Regions from separate parts of the Sus scrofa genome. Here all the other regions are linked to region 1. Evidence: chromatin contacts called from public Hi-C and HiChIP or PLAC-seq data. All regions are on one chromosome and are shown on one strand. The core of a region is the stretch at or near the end of the contact, and the rest is flanking DNA. Distances in the headings are between cores, read along the strand shown. Region 1 has its middle 29 kb from the start of SKOR1. Region 2 holds the start of CLN6 (ceroid-lipofuscinosis, neuronal 6, late infantile, variant). Region 3 holds the start of CALML4 (calmodulin-like 4).

What was found. Hi-C and Micro-C count contacts between places; a contact is called where the count stands out from the background. HiChIP or PLAC-seq counts read pairs in DNA pulled down with a chosen protein or histone mark.
Region 2: a contact with region 1 is called in an H3K27ac HiChIP or PLAC-seq map of skeletal muscle. The contact joins the promoter of CLN6 here to the enhancer-like site in region 1. A contact is called at or near these places in 1 of 5 promoter capture datasets (fetal skeletal muscle), 8 of 47 Hi-C or Micro-C datasets (alveolar macrophages, brain, embryonic fibroblasts and 4 more) and 1 of 2 datasets of contacts at active chromatin or transcription factors (skeletal muscle).
Region 3: a contact with region 1 is called in a Hi-C map of skeletal muscle, with 4 times the contacts expected there. The contact joins the promoter of CALML4 here to the enhancer-like site in region 1. A contact is called at or near these places in 14 of 47 Hi-C or Micro-C datasets (alveolar macrophages, brain, embryonic fibroblasts and 8 more) and 1 of 2 datasets of contacts at active chromatin or transcription factors (skeletal muscle).

What each region holds. Positions count from the first base shown.
Region 1 is chr1:165,780,338-165,784,492 of Sscrofa11.1, forward strand. No RefSeq gene overlaps it. Among named protein-coding and RNA genes, the nearest start is that of SKOR1, 29 kb to the left of the region's middle. Within about 2 kb of position 2,329, at least 54 of the 83 cell types and tissues checked have an H3K27ac peak or open chromatin away from gene starts, as enhancers often do. A contact at or near this core is called in alveolar macrophages, brain, embryonic fibroblasts and 5 more, where this site is marked.
Region 2 is chr1:166,124,360-166,128,514 of Sscrofa11.1, forward strand. It overlaps CLN6 (ceroid-lipofuscinosis, neuronal 6, late infantile, variant), which reads right to left and starts at 1,687. Exons shown (of 7, transcript NM_001243614.1): 1 at 1,498-1,687. The coding sequence starts at 1,583.
Region 3 is chr1:166,097,395-166,101,549 of Sscrofa11.1, forward strand. CALML4 (calmodulin-like 4) reads right to left here and starts at 2,400. Exons shown (of 5, transcript NM_001244619.1): 1 at 2,161-2,400; 2 at 2,048-2,078. The coding sequence starts at 2,163.

The DNA.
Region 1 (4,155 bases), core at 1,079-3,578:
CACCAAAAAACAAAAAACAAACCCAAACTTTATTTATGGGCGTTCCCGTTGTGGCTCAGTGGGTTAAGAATCTGACGAGTATCCATGAGGATGTGGGTTCAATCTGTGGCCTCACTCAATGGGTTAAGGATGTAACATTGCCATGAGCTGTGGTGTAGGTCCCAGATGCGGCTCGGATACGATGTTGCTATGGCTGTAGCATAGGTTGGCAGCTGGAGATATGATTCAGCCCCTAGCCTGGGAACTTCCTATGCTGCAGGTGCAGCCCTAAAAAGAAAAAACAAAACAAACACCCCAAACTTTATTTATGGACACTGAAATTTGAATTTTATATAATTTCCATGTCTTGCTATATTCTTCTCCTTTCGGTGTTTTTCATATAAGAACATAAATGCCATTCTGAGCTCGCAGACCAAGCAGAAACAGGCTGCAAAGGGCCAGTTTTGGCCAACCGCTCTCACTCTCGTAGGGCGTGAACCCTCAGGCTAGGAAGGAAGGTCGTTGTCAAAGAGGCTGGGCAGCTGGGCCAGTGGGTCAGGGGTACTGCTGGGACCACAGTCCAGATTGTCACAGGGGAGTCCCCTTCTCTCCAGTCCTTTAGACTGCCCTCTTCAGTCAGCACCCTCCTGCAGACGAAGCCCAGGACCCACAAGAGGGCGCAAGTGCTTGGAGGGGATGACACTTCTAGCCTGGGTTTCCAAACTGTAGCCTCAGACCACCTGGATGCAGCTGCTCCTGATACTTCTACAGGCAGCTGCCCTGTCCCAGCCCCTGCCAGAAGCCAATCATTTAACCCCACCCACCCCACCCCACCCTGAACAATCAAGGGCCTGGCTGGGCTGCGTACCAGAGGCTGGGCCAATCGCAGGCAGAGCACTCGGTGATTTGGGGCCTGGCTTGAAAATACAGGCTGGCCATGGAGAAGTGTCTTAAAAGACCCAGAGGAAGCTGCAGTCAGTGGTGGGCTCTACAGCTGGAGGTTGGGTAGATTCAAGGGCTGGGGTGGCCACAAGGGGCCAGGTGCCAGTTGAAGTCATGGGAGAGGAGAGACTGTGGGTGAAGGAGGAGCTGGGCAGGAAGAGAAACAGAGTGGGGGCCATAGAGAGAGACAGATAGACAGCCTGGCTGAGAGACATGGTAGCCGAATCCCACAACTGCCCTGGGCCTTCCCGAGACTTGACCAGGGGACCTCACTGTATTTTCACAGCCTCCACCCTGCCTTTCTAGGGGTAAATCCCAACACTTTTCCTGGGTGAGTCCAGCAGGTCACTGATACGCTCCATCAGACCAAAAGCCATGACTGAGCAGGTCATTTCTGCTGCTGGCTCAGTTCCTCTCTTGCACAGTAACTTTATGATTTTATGCTTAGAGGGAACTTTAAACTGCAGGTTGGGGACTCTTTGTTGTTTCGTATCAGCAGGTTGGAATCTTGTCTCACTACTAAAATCCACAGATGCATGACCTGGGCCTCGCTATGCTCACCTCTTAAGTAGTCTGTGCCATTTATTATGAGAGCGTTGAGTTTTATCTGAGTCCTGTGCTCTTGAAAGGCAGGGAGGAATAAGAAACTCCCCACCTCCTTAAGTTCTGGGGAAACAGGACCTCCTTGCTCTCGCATATGCCAAGAAAACAACCCATGTACCTCCTTTGTTGCTATTCCCATGAGACTGGCTGATGACTCCCTGGTCACCTGCCTCTCTGAAACCTTAGGCGACTTCCTTTTCTTTAAGACATTTGGGGAGTTCCCATCGTGGCTCAGTGGTTAATGAATCCGACTAGGAACAATGAGGTTGAGGGTTCGATCCTGGCCTTGCTTAGTGGGGTAAGGATCCGGCGTTGCCATGAGCCATGGTGTAGGTTGCAGACGCAGCTCAGATCGGGTGTTGCTGTGGCTCTGGCGTGGGCCAGCAGCTACAGCTCCGATTAGACCCCTAGCCTGAGAATCTCCATATACCACGGGAGTGACCCTAGAAAAGACAAAAAAAAAAAAAACCCAAAAAACAACAAAAAAAAAACCCACCAGACATTTGGTGTTCATGCCCCTTCTCCCTATTCCAATAACTGGAATAAACTCTTCATTGCCTAGGGCTTTTTGCTTTAACGATTACCATAAATTGTAATCATCCACTGGGTGAGACATCTGGAGTCCCAGGTTCCAGTCCTGGTTCACCTAGGCCTGACCTCCCCTTTCCGGCACGTTTCAGTTTTGGTTGGAACTGGCTAAGGGCTCTTTAGTTTCAGGACGTGTGAATGGCAACTCAATCCCTACAGCCCACAGCCCCTGCGCGAGGAGGCGGGGCCTATCAAGCAGCTGTAACATGTGCACGCCGCCACCAGGGGGCGGCGGCTCCGCAGGAGAAGGCCCTCGCCTCTGCTCTGGCTCGCTCTTGCAGAGCCTTTAAAATCCACTTTGGAGGTGGACGCAAGGCAGCGTTTTGAGCCCTCTAGTGCTTTCCTCTGCTACACGCCGCTGCACTCTAGGCATTTGTTTTTTTGCTTCCACCTCCAGAGATTCCTCCTCCGCAGATGCCAGTCAGAAGACTCTCGAGTCAGCCCAAGCGGGGTTCACAAGTCAGTTTCGAGCTTCTAGGTTTCTAGAGCTTGCCTGGAGACCACGTCCCTTCCCTTCGCGCGGCCCTCCAGCCTCCTTTTCTACTTAAGTTGAAGAATCTCTCCGGCTGCAGGGAAATGGAGAGGCAGAAGGGAGGAGCCTGAAGAGGACTGATTTAGGGGCAGCACTTAACCAACCGGTCACAGCCGTCAGCATTTGTAGCATCGCGGTGTCCCCGTAAACTGGGCAAGGCAAGAGCTGTAACGGCCATCTGAAGGATGGGGAAACAGACTCTCAGAGAGCAAAAGTGGTTAGCCTCTGGTCACACAGCTAGTAAATGGCTTCTGCCAGAACGCAGTTCTCCAGGTCCTAAACCCGGAGCCCTTGGGGTGGGTGGCCAGGACCAGAGATGGTTCACCACTTGGAAAGGGGCCCTGGACATCCCTCAGGACAGAAACCAAAGTGCAGCCTCCCAAAAGGACCCAGATTAGCGAGTTTTAAGTATTGACATGGTAAGATGATCACGTTTGCTTTTTCAAGTGTATATGTCTACATTCGCAATGGAAAAGCAAATATAAATACCAAAGCCAAATACGAATTAAAGGCAAATATTAAACAGCCAGACTGTCCACAGTGGACTCTCTCTGTGGTTGGAATAGCAGTAGTGGGTGGAGAGTTTTCATTTTCTCTGTATTGTTCCGATTCTTCAGTCCTCACATATATAAACTAGAAAGGAGAAGAAAAATTCGATATTTCTGTTGGACAAAAAAAAATAATACCTCCTTGTTAAAGAGTTGGAAAATAAAAAAGAGCATGAAGAAAATAAAATTCATCAGTTACCCTTGTTCTTCTTCCCTGTAGACATTGATGTTTTTCTTTCTAACTGGTTTCTTTCTTTACCTAACATGAATAACAGTGTTAATTGCAGAAGAATGTTGTGAAGATTGAGTGAGAGGCTGTATATAATAGCTAACATTCCAGAAGCGTTAGCCATTTTTATATATAACAAAATCTGCCCCGTACTGTATGTATTTTTTATACGCTGCTGTTTTCACTTATAACGTTGTTTCCCATGTTGGCTCTTCTTTAAGAATATTTTTAGTGACTGCACAAAATTTCATTATATTTAAGTAAACTTTATTGAACCTATCCCTGAATGTTGAAACTTTAGATTGTTTCCAATTTTTGCTGTTAAAATAACAGTGAGATTAACATCTTTAAACATCTCTCCTTGTCAGCATTTCTGATTACTTCCTTAGATGGATTTCTGGAGGTAGGATTACTGGGACAAAGGGTGCAAATATTTTTCAGGCTTTTGATTCAGTTTACCAAAGTCCTTCCCAGAAAAATCTTGCCAGTTTACACTCCCACCTGCAGTGCGTGAGAATGCCTGTCCCAAAGCACACAAAGGAGGGATTTTTTGGGGATGGGTGAGATTCAATTATGTTGCTGGAATGAGGAGAAGGATCCCTGTGGGGAGGGAGGGTTTAAATTTCAAGAGAGGAGTTCCTGTCATGGCTCAGTGGAAATGAATCTGACTAGCATCCATGAGGATGCAGGTTCGATCCCTGGCCTCGCTCAGTGAGTTAAGGATCCAGTGTTGC
Region 2 (4,155 bases), core at 437-2,936, 340 kb after region 1:
TATACAAAATACAAAAAGACTGAGTAGGATTCTGCATGTGGAAACCCCACACTTGAGATAAAGTGCTGACCATATCTGATATTCACAGACCGTTCCAACTGGGCTATCCCAGTTTAAGGCTGACTCCTAAGTTGCAGGGGATCCAAAACAAGAGCTGTCCTTCAGTAGCGGAAGAAAGCTACTCTCAGCCAAGTGTCTCAGATTTCTTCCCTCAGCCCAAATCATACCACAGACTTCCTAAAATTGACTCTGAGCATGCTACTGCTCAAAAACCTGCCATGGCTCCCCTGTGCCCTACAGAACAAAAACTGCATCCTTAACCTGCCATTTAGGGTGAGGCAATTAAGGCACATAGGCCCAACATTTAAATAGGCGCAAGGGAGCCATGGAAGGTTTTTGAGTGTTCCAAGAGTGAGCGTCTCCTTAAATTTTGCACTCTAGGCTCTCATTCAGGTTCCAGCCTGCAACCAGTCTGCATCCTCCTGCCACTGTACACATGGAAAGCTCCAGCACCACTGCACCGCTTGCCTTTCCTCAAGCTGGAACAGCCTTTCTTCCCCTGTCACCTACTGAGTATTTTGAGATGCACCTCAAATGCTACTACCTCCAGGAAGTCCTCCAAGATAACCTCTCAGCCCCTGCTTGGATTCTGTCCCTCCCAGGTCCTTCTGGACTCTGGGACTCTCCGGCTTCACCTCATCCACCATTTCAGCGCCTGACACAGAGCGGGGCACACCAGAGATGCTTAATGAATGCCTGTAATAGGCAACGAATGTTTCGGGATGAAGGCAGAGTGGAGGGAAAGATTTAAAAGTTGCTTCTGGCAGAGCCTCCTTGCCTGCCCGCTTGCACGTCTCACTAGCGTCCTATCTTAATAAATCGATTTTTTCCCTGAAATAAAATAAAATAAAAATGACTTCTGTACCTTCCCCCGCCCCAAGTGCCTCGTCTCAACTAAATAAACCATTAACTTCTTCCCGAGAGAACAGCAACCTTGTGAGAAAAGCCCTTCCTCATTTTCTCCCGAGGGGAGCTTCCACACTTCGCTGTCTTTCATTTACATTCCCACATTCTTGGGTTCCTTGAGGCAAGGAGTGAGCCTCATGTTAACACCAGAATCCAACTCCTATTGATGGCTGAGGGGGCAGGAGAACTCGGGGTGGCGCCTGGGGCTTGCAGGAGCCTTGGGGACTCAAGTGAGCGGGGGTGTCCTCTAGGCTCACCACCCCCACCCCTCCAGGTTTCTTGGACCCCTGAAGACGTCCCTTAGCTGACAGACTGTCCCAAAGCCGGTCAAGGCTGCTGAGCCTCCCTGGGCGGAGGGCTCGCCCGGGAAGAGAAAGAGCGCGGAGGCGGGGCCCAGGCGAGTGGGCGAGAGAGCAGCTGCAGAGCCAGAGGGGGAAAGACCCATCCCGGGCTCCGCAGCCCCGGCGCCGCGATCCCGCCCGGTCACGTGGTGGGGCCGCGGTTCCGCTCCGCCGCCCGGCGCGCGCCCACCTGGCCTGCAGGAAGGAGGCGCCCGGCTGCGCGCCCGGGCCGCCCGCCGCTCCCGGTTGCTGCCGCCTCCGCGCCGCCGCTTCCATGGCTGCCCCGCCGGCAGGCCGGGCCCTCCACCACGCTGTCCCGAGCTGGAGACTGGCTCGGTGGGCCCGGCGGCCGCTACAACACAGGCCAACCGCTGGGGCGGGCCCTCGGGAGAGCGCGGAGAGGGGAGGTGCGGGCCGGAGGCGGGGCCCCGCGGGGCGGGGCGAACGGCGGGTGCTACTCCGAGACCGGTGGATGGAAAGGGAGGCGGGGCGAGCTCCACACGAGGAAGTCGGGGCGGGAGGTAGGTGGCGTCCCCAGCGGGGAGCGGGGGCGGAGGCAGAGGCAGGCGCACCCTGCCTCGGGCCAACTGGGGCTGGGATTTGCTGGGATCCGCTCCTGACAAGGGGCGGGAGGCTTTGCCTAGGCTGCCTGAGACTCAGATATTGGTCTAAGGCAGACTAAGCACGTGGGAAATGACTCACCCGACCGGAATGCTTCCCTGAGGAGGAGGCAAGGCGAGATTTCCTTTGTCCTTGGGGAGAGGGGTTCATGTCCTTTCCCCACTGTGCTACGCACCTTCATTCCGCAGATGGAAGATGTCGCGTCTGAAAATGTCAACTTTGTGGCACTTGACGCTAGGCATTAAATAAGCCGTGGGATAGGAAGGTCGGATGCACAGGAGCAGAGACTTTTTTTCCAAGCTGGGGGGCGGGGGCGTGGGATGACGCAGATTCCAATTCTGGCTTTGTCACGCTTGGGCTCAGTGGATTCGGAAAAGTTACTTCCTTCTCTCCCATTAAAATTTGTATTAACTCTTGCTGTGAGCAGCGCACTGCGCATACAAGAACAGATGAATCTTGCTGTAGTGGGGCTTACATTTGAGGGGTGGTGGGAGGAGGATTGGTAAGTGATGTGCTGGGGAAAGTACTGAGTATTGTGTGCGCAGAGACTTGGAGAGGGTGGGTTCAGACAGGCTTCTGGAGGACCCAGTGGGTGTGCTGTGGACCTGCAGCAAAGTCAATCTGCTGACACCAGGTTCTGGTGAAGGATAGAGGGTTTACTGCAGGGTACCAAATGAGGGAGTGAGAGACAAGCCTCGCTCAGTTCCACTCCAATTTAGTCATTGAGTTAGAGGAATTTTTTTTGTTTTGTTTTCCAAAAGAGAAGAGCAAAGAAGCTGTAATTAATCAGTGTCTTGTGACATTTGTTAATTGTAGTTTCAGGAATCAGGGTAGCCCTAGTTTAAAATTCTCTGGCAGGGTGATCCATCTTGCCCTGGAGAAACGACCTGGGTTTGTATATTCATCATGACATCTATAATAGTAATTTTTGTACATTAATGACTGTCAGTTGAAAAAAAGCACAACCTGAACGTTGAGAATTATGTTGTATTTGGGGACCTTCCTGAGGGTTATAGTGGCAGCTGGTAGCCTCTCAGATAGCTCTGAGAAACTGTTCCACCCACAGAGGTTAAGGGAGGAACCAGGATAATAGAAATTTTTGCTGAAAAAAAAAAAAAGAGTCAAACATCAGAAGATTACCATTAATCAAGTGCTTTTCTATTTTTTCTCTTTTCTACTTTTTCTGGACTCATTGAAATCATTCCTTTGATGTGTCCCTTAACTATCAAGGGCCATTATCCTGTTTTTCTCCATCCTTAATTCACCTCAGGGTGCACCTTCGGGGCAGCTGCCATGGCTCGTGACTTTATGGCTGCAACATCCTTTGTTTACTGAAATGACAGGTGACATTTTTTTGACCACTTGATGTTATCAACAGTAACAATTTTAGTCACCTGACTGGTTGATCAGTGTGTTCCATTAGCACAGAGTTGAAGTCAAAGTGGGCTAGTTTGGGATAGATTAATCATGAACTTGGTTTGGGGTACTTGATTTCAGATCGACATTCTAGCTGTGACTTTGGACTTCTGAGCTGACAGTGAGGTCTGAGCAAGAGTCAGCCTAAAACACAAGGGGTGGGTAAGAGCATTCCTGGCAGTCAGAACAGCCAGTCAGGAATCCAGAGAGACCCTCTTGTTTGGAGGAAGGTAAAGAAGGTCAGTGAGTGCAGCAGAGGGCCGGGGGCCAGGGAAGAGCCACAGGAATTCAGCTGGAGAACAGACCAGTGCCTTTATCTTGAGAACAGTGAGAGGCAGTGCAAGGCTTTGGGGCAGGGGAGTGGCACACACGCAGTATTTGGAGTTTAGACCCTTCCCTCCAGAGCACGGGGCAGGGGCAGGGGGTGAGAGAGAGGGAGATGGAGGAGAGGAGGCAGGACTGGAGACTCGGAGGTGGAGCACTGTTGTTCTAGTGAGGGTCTTGGGCTGGTTACAGGGACAGTGGGAAGGAGAGACATGATGACATCAAGAGTTGTAGGGGAGGGAGTTCCTGTTGTGGTGCAGCGGAAATGAATCCAACTAGGAACCATGAGGTTGCAGGTTCCTTCCCTGGCTTCGCTCCATGGGTTAAGGATCCGGCATTGCCGTCAGCTGTGGTGTAGGTTGCAGACTTGGTTGGATCCACGTTACTGTGGCTGTGGCATAGATAGGCAGCTGTAGCTCCGATTGGACCCCTAGACTGGGGAACCTCCATATGCCATGGGTGTGGCCCTAAAAAGCAAAAAACAAAA
Region 3 (4,155 bases), core at 1,150-3,649, 320 kb after region 1:
CTTCCCCTCCTTCCCGGCTCTTCTCCCTGCAAGCTGCCCATCTAACATCCTGGGTTTTTTTACTACTTCCCTTTGTTGTCCCCTCCCCCTGCAAGGGGAGCCCCATGAGCACAGAGATTTGGGGCTCTTGTGTGCACTGCTGTATTTTTAATGCCTAGAGCTGAGCTGGCACAAAGAAAGGACTCAGATTGTTGAAAGAACAAGTTGGCTTCAATAAATTGAATTTAAAATCCCCTTTAGGTTCTCCCCTTGCAAATACCAATACCCCAAAGTGAGAAAAAAATCCTACCCTGGGACCTAGGATAAGACCAGTTTTGTGCTGGCGAATGTAACAACCAGCTCTGGTGATATATGTACGTAGCATAAGATTTATAGACTTAGGATGTGCGGCTAATTTACAAATATTCAATATTCTTGATTATACATTCCATCTAGCTAATCAGACTCTGAGTTCTGCCAGCTCTTGTACCCTTTGCCAAACTCAGTTTCAATTTAACCGTGACAGGAGGTGGCATGCTGGTGAATGCAACTCTTTTCCCAATGACCATGTTGTCATTAAGCCTGATGAGTGACCTTCTATTAAACTATGTTACCTTTGCGCAAATTATATTCATTAAATGGAAATCTGTCAAATCTTCAGCACTATTGATTGCTATAAAGCTATCTTAAAATGTTTTGTAGCAGAGAGAGAGGTTGGAACATTCTTTCATCTTCCATTATTTAATGGCTGATTTTAACAACCTGCTCCCAAAAATTCCTAAAACTGTACCAGCTGGCTCAAGCTAGGCAGGGAAAGCTGGCTCCAGCACACATCTAGGTGACACCTAGGCCCCATGTCAGGTTCATGGCTGACATCCTCTGTCTCTCATGGCAGCCTGGTGAGGCAGTGTCTTTGTTCCCACTTCACAGATGAGACAACTGAGGCTCACAGGTGACTGGAGCCAAGATCTGCTGCCTCCAAGTTCCCTGGGTCTTCCCACTCCATCCAGCCACCCTATCTAATCATTCATTAAACATTTGTTGTCACTTTCTTTGTGTCACATATTAGGATACAAAGGGACTCACTCTTACCTTCTTCCTTCTGGGAGAGTCAGAGGCCCCAGAGGGATGGTCACTGAGGCTCAGAACCAGGTATTGGTGGGGTGATGGGGCTGCAGTGCAGCTGTCAGCCTCAGTGAGACTCAGCCAAGTCTTGCCTTGAGATCTGGGCAAGAGAAGCCCCTGCTCTGGGCCCTCTTTTGGGGTAAGGATATCCAGCGGTCTATGCAGAGGTGCCTACTGGGAACTTGCCATCCACCCACCCATTCTCCCTCTTAGATCAAGCTCCTGGTACCCAGAACTCGGGAATCCCTGCCCAGGCAAGCCTCAGTTTACCTCCCAACCTGAGCCCTGCTGGGCCTCCCCTATCAGATCTGGGCCCCTGCGTTCTGTGTAACCCAACTCTCTGGGCTTGGCCTTGGGAAACAGAACCAGGCACAGTGAGAAATAAAGGGGACCCGGGGGATAAAGTGCTCCCTACACCAAACTAGGCTTGGTCACAGGGCAGAGGGACCTCAGAGACCACTTAAGCTGATCCCTCTTTACAGATAAGGAGACTGAGGCCCTGAGAGTAGATGCAACCTGCCAGAGAATGCAGACCTGGGCCCTTTTTCTCAGCCAATGACAAAGCCCCTTCTTTTTTCAGGCCCTCAGCTGCAGCCAGTGGCTGGCATCTCTCGGTCCACCCCCTCTCCCCTTCCCTCCCTAAACCCAACCAGCAGGTTCTGGAGGAAAACCTAGTGAGCGCCCTCTTCCATCACTGTCTTGTAAATCACACTGACAACATAACACTGACATTTCCTTCCTCCAAGCCTTGCCCCTCCCCACTGCAACCTGCCTCCACCCAACAGCCATCCCCTTGCCCATGGGTGGGCCCAGCTCTCCCCCTGCCCTGAAGCCGAAGCTGTAGCCGCCTTCCTACCCACCAACAAAATGTGAGCAGAGCAACTCGCCTAATGAGACCCATATTTCGCTGTGAGTTGCTAGTGAAAAAGAAAACTCAACCTACCATTAATTTGGTCCTGGGAAAGAAACTTGGCCTGGAGCAGAGAGAGAAAAACCGTCAGGGAGGGACCCACGAACACCCCCTGCCCCTGCCAGGCTACAGTGACCCCTACTTACCATCACGCAGGGTCCTCCGGCTGCCACCCGTGCACTCTCTGTCCCCTGCACCGCCTTCTCATTCCTCTTCCTCTCCACTTCAAGTCAAAAGTCCACCAAGCTGGGTGGAGGCCCGGGTAATAAATCCACGGCTGCCATGGAGACCAGGCCCAATGCCAGGGGTCAGATTCCAGCTTCCTGTGCTCTGCTGATGTTCCAGGCCTGCCTGCTTGCCTCCCTGGGCCGGGTAGCAGCTTGGGGTTTGAGAGGCCAGAGCTGCACAAGGGCTTCCCCTTCATACAGTCCTGCATCCGGAAGTTGATGCTCTGTAGCCAAGGGACAAACGCTATTGTTCCTTCCTAGGAACCCTCTGTGGACACTAAGAAGGGGTTGGTGACACACAGAAGGGGATGCCAGGGTCTTTCTCTCTGGAGGCTGGTAGACTCCACCTAGGTGTCAGGCACTTGGCACACTGCCTTAAGGCTCTTCATACACCATCTTGTAGGTGAAAGAAAACCCGGCCCTGATGGCACCCCTGTGACAGCCACCTCCACCCCCAGAGTCAGGGGATGCTATGGACAGAAGGGACACAGGCCCTGCTGATCTCAAGCCATTTGCTGAGTGACCTTGGCATGTCATTACACTGCTCTGTGCCTCACTGTCCTAGCCGGACCTCATCATAGGGCTTTTTGAGAGTCAAAGGCCAGAGTGCTGTCAGTTCTCATGTGTGAGAGTTCCCTCCCCTCCTTCCAGGGACTCAGGCTGGGTCTGGGGGTGAGGGGTAGGTAACTGCACTGGGAGATCTGGCCCCAAGACAGGCTACCCAGGGGGCTTAGAAGGGGCCTCTTAGGTGACTTTCTCCACCAGGAAGCCTCCCACTTTCCTTCCTTTCCCTCCTCTTACCACAGCAGCCCCCACCCTTCCTGCAGAAGCTGCTGACTCCCCATTTCCTCAGTGGTGTGAGCTCTACCCCCACAGCTGCCCATAGCCCCTGAGGATGTGAGTGGAGCTGCTGGACCCGGCACAGCTGGGCTCTCCCCATTGGGCACCCAGATACCTGCTGTATCCTTGTCCACGGCTGGTGGCTGCCCGGCCTGGGGGCCCCAACTCCAAGGTCCACCCACCTTATTAGGACCAGCACAGAAGGCAGCACAGGTTGTGTGCAGCACCAGAGCTCCCAGCCCAGGGACAAGTGAAGCCTGCAAAGGGGCTGCACATGCACAGAGGAGGGACCTGTTGCTAATCTGTGGGGACACATGGACAGGTGGGGCCCTCCTTTGCCCACCATTCTCCCTCCCTCCTCCAACCGCCTCCATATGGAAGGTTCCCTTTACCTCTACACTATCAGTCACCTTCACACCCATTTCTAGACCTAGAGATGTTCAGCTGGAGGCTTCTGACCCCTCCCTGTTGGGGCTGAGAAGAGGAAAGTTTGGTGGAGAGCAAGAGAGGAGGGGAGCTTCTCATTAACAGCCTTGGGGTGGGGGGAGGTGGGGAAAGGAGATGGGACCATGGAAGTGCGAGAGGGGCACAGAGTGGCAGCTTGGGGGCCAGGGGGTTGGGGGGGCTGGAGTGTCCAGGCAAAAATGCACTCAGAATCGTCCTGCCTTTGGAAAGGGACTCTCAGGGGAGACGTGGCTGGGCTTCATCCAGCTAAGGGCCAGAGACACCAGTGATTTACTGGACAGGGCATCTTGTCTGAAGCCAAGTCCTGGAGTGGCACCCCACTGTGTATGGCAGATGGCAGGTAGGACATTTCTTGCTGGGGGGTGGGGGGGCATGGCAGAAGCTACTCTTTATAGGGGGAGTTGACATTGGGTTGGCTCATCAGGTACCAGGGAAACCAATGGCTGGGGCAGGGGGCAAGTGAAGAGGCAATTACTAATTAAGCCCTATGATTAAGAGGATTGGATAGTCATGCAAGTAGGATACAGGTGAAGCAGGAAGTGGTCGAGCAGGGGCTGTGCAGAGAGCAAGAGAACAGCCATCTTGAGTGGCTGACCATACACTCCATCC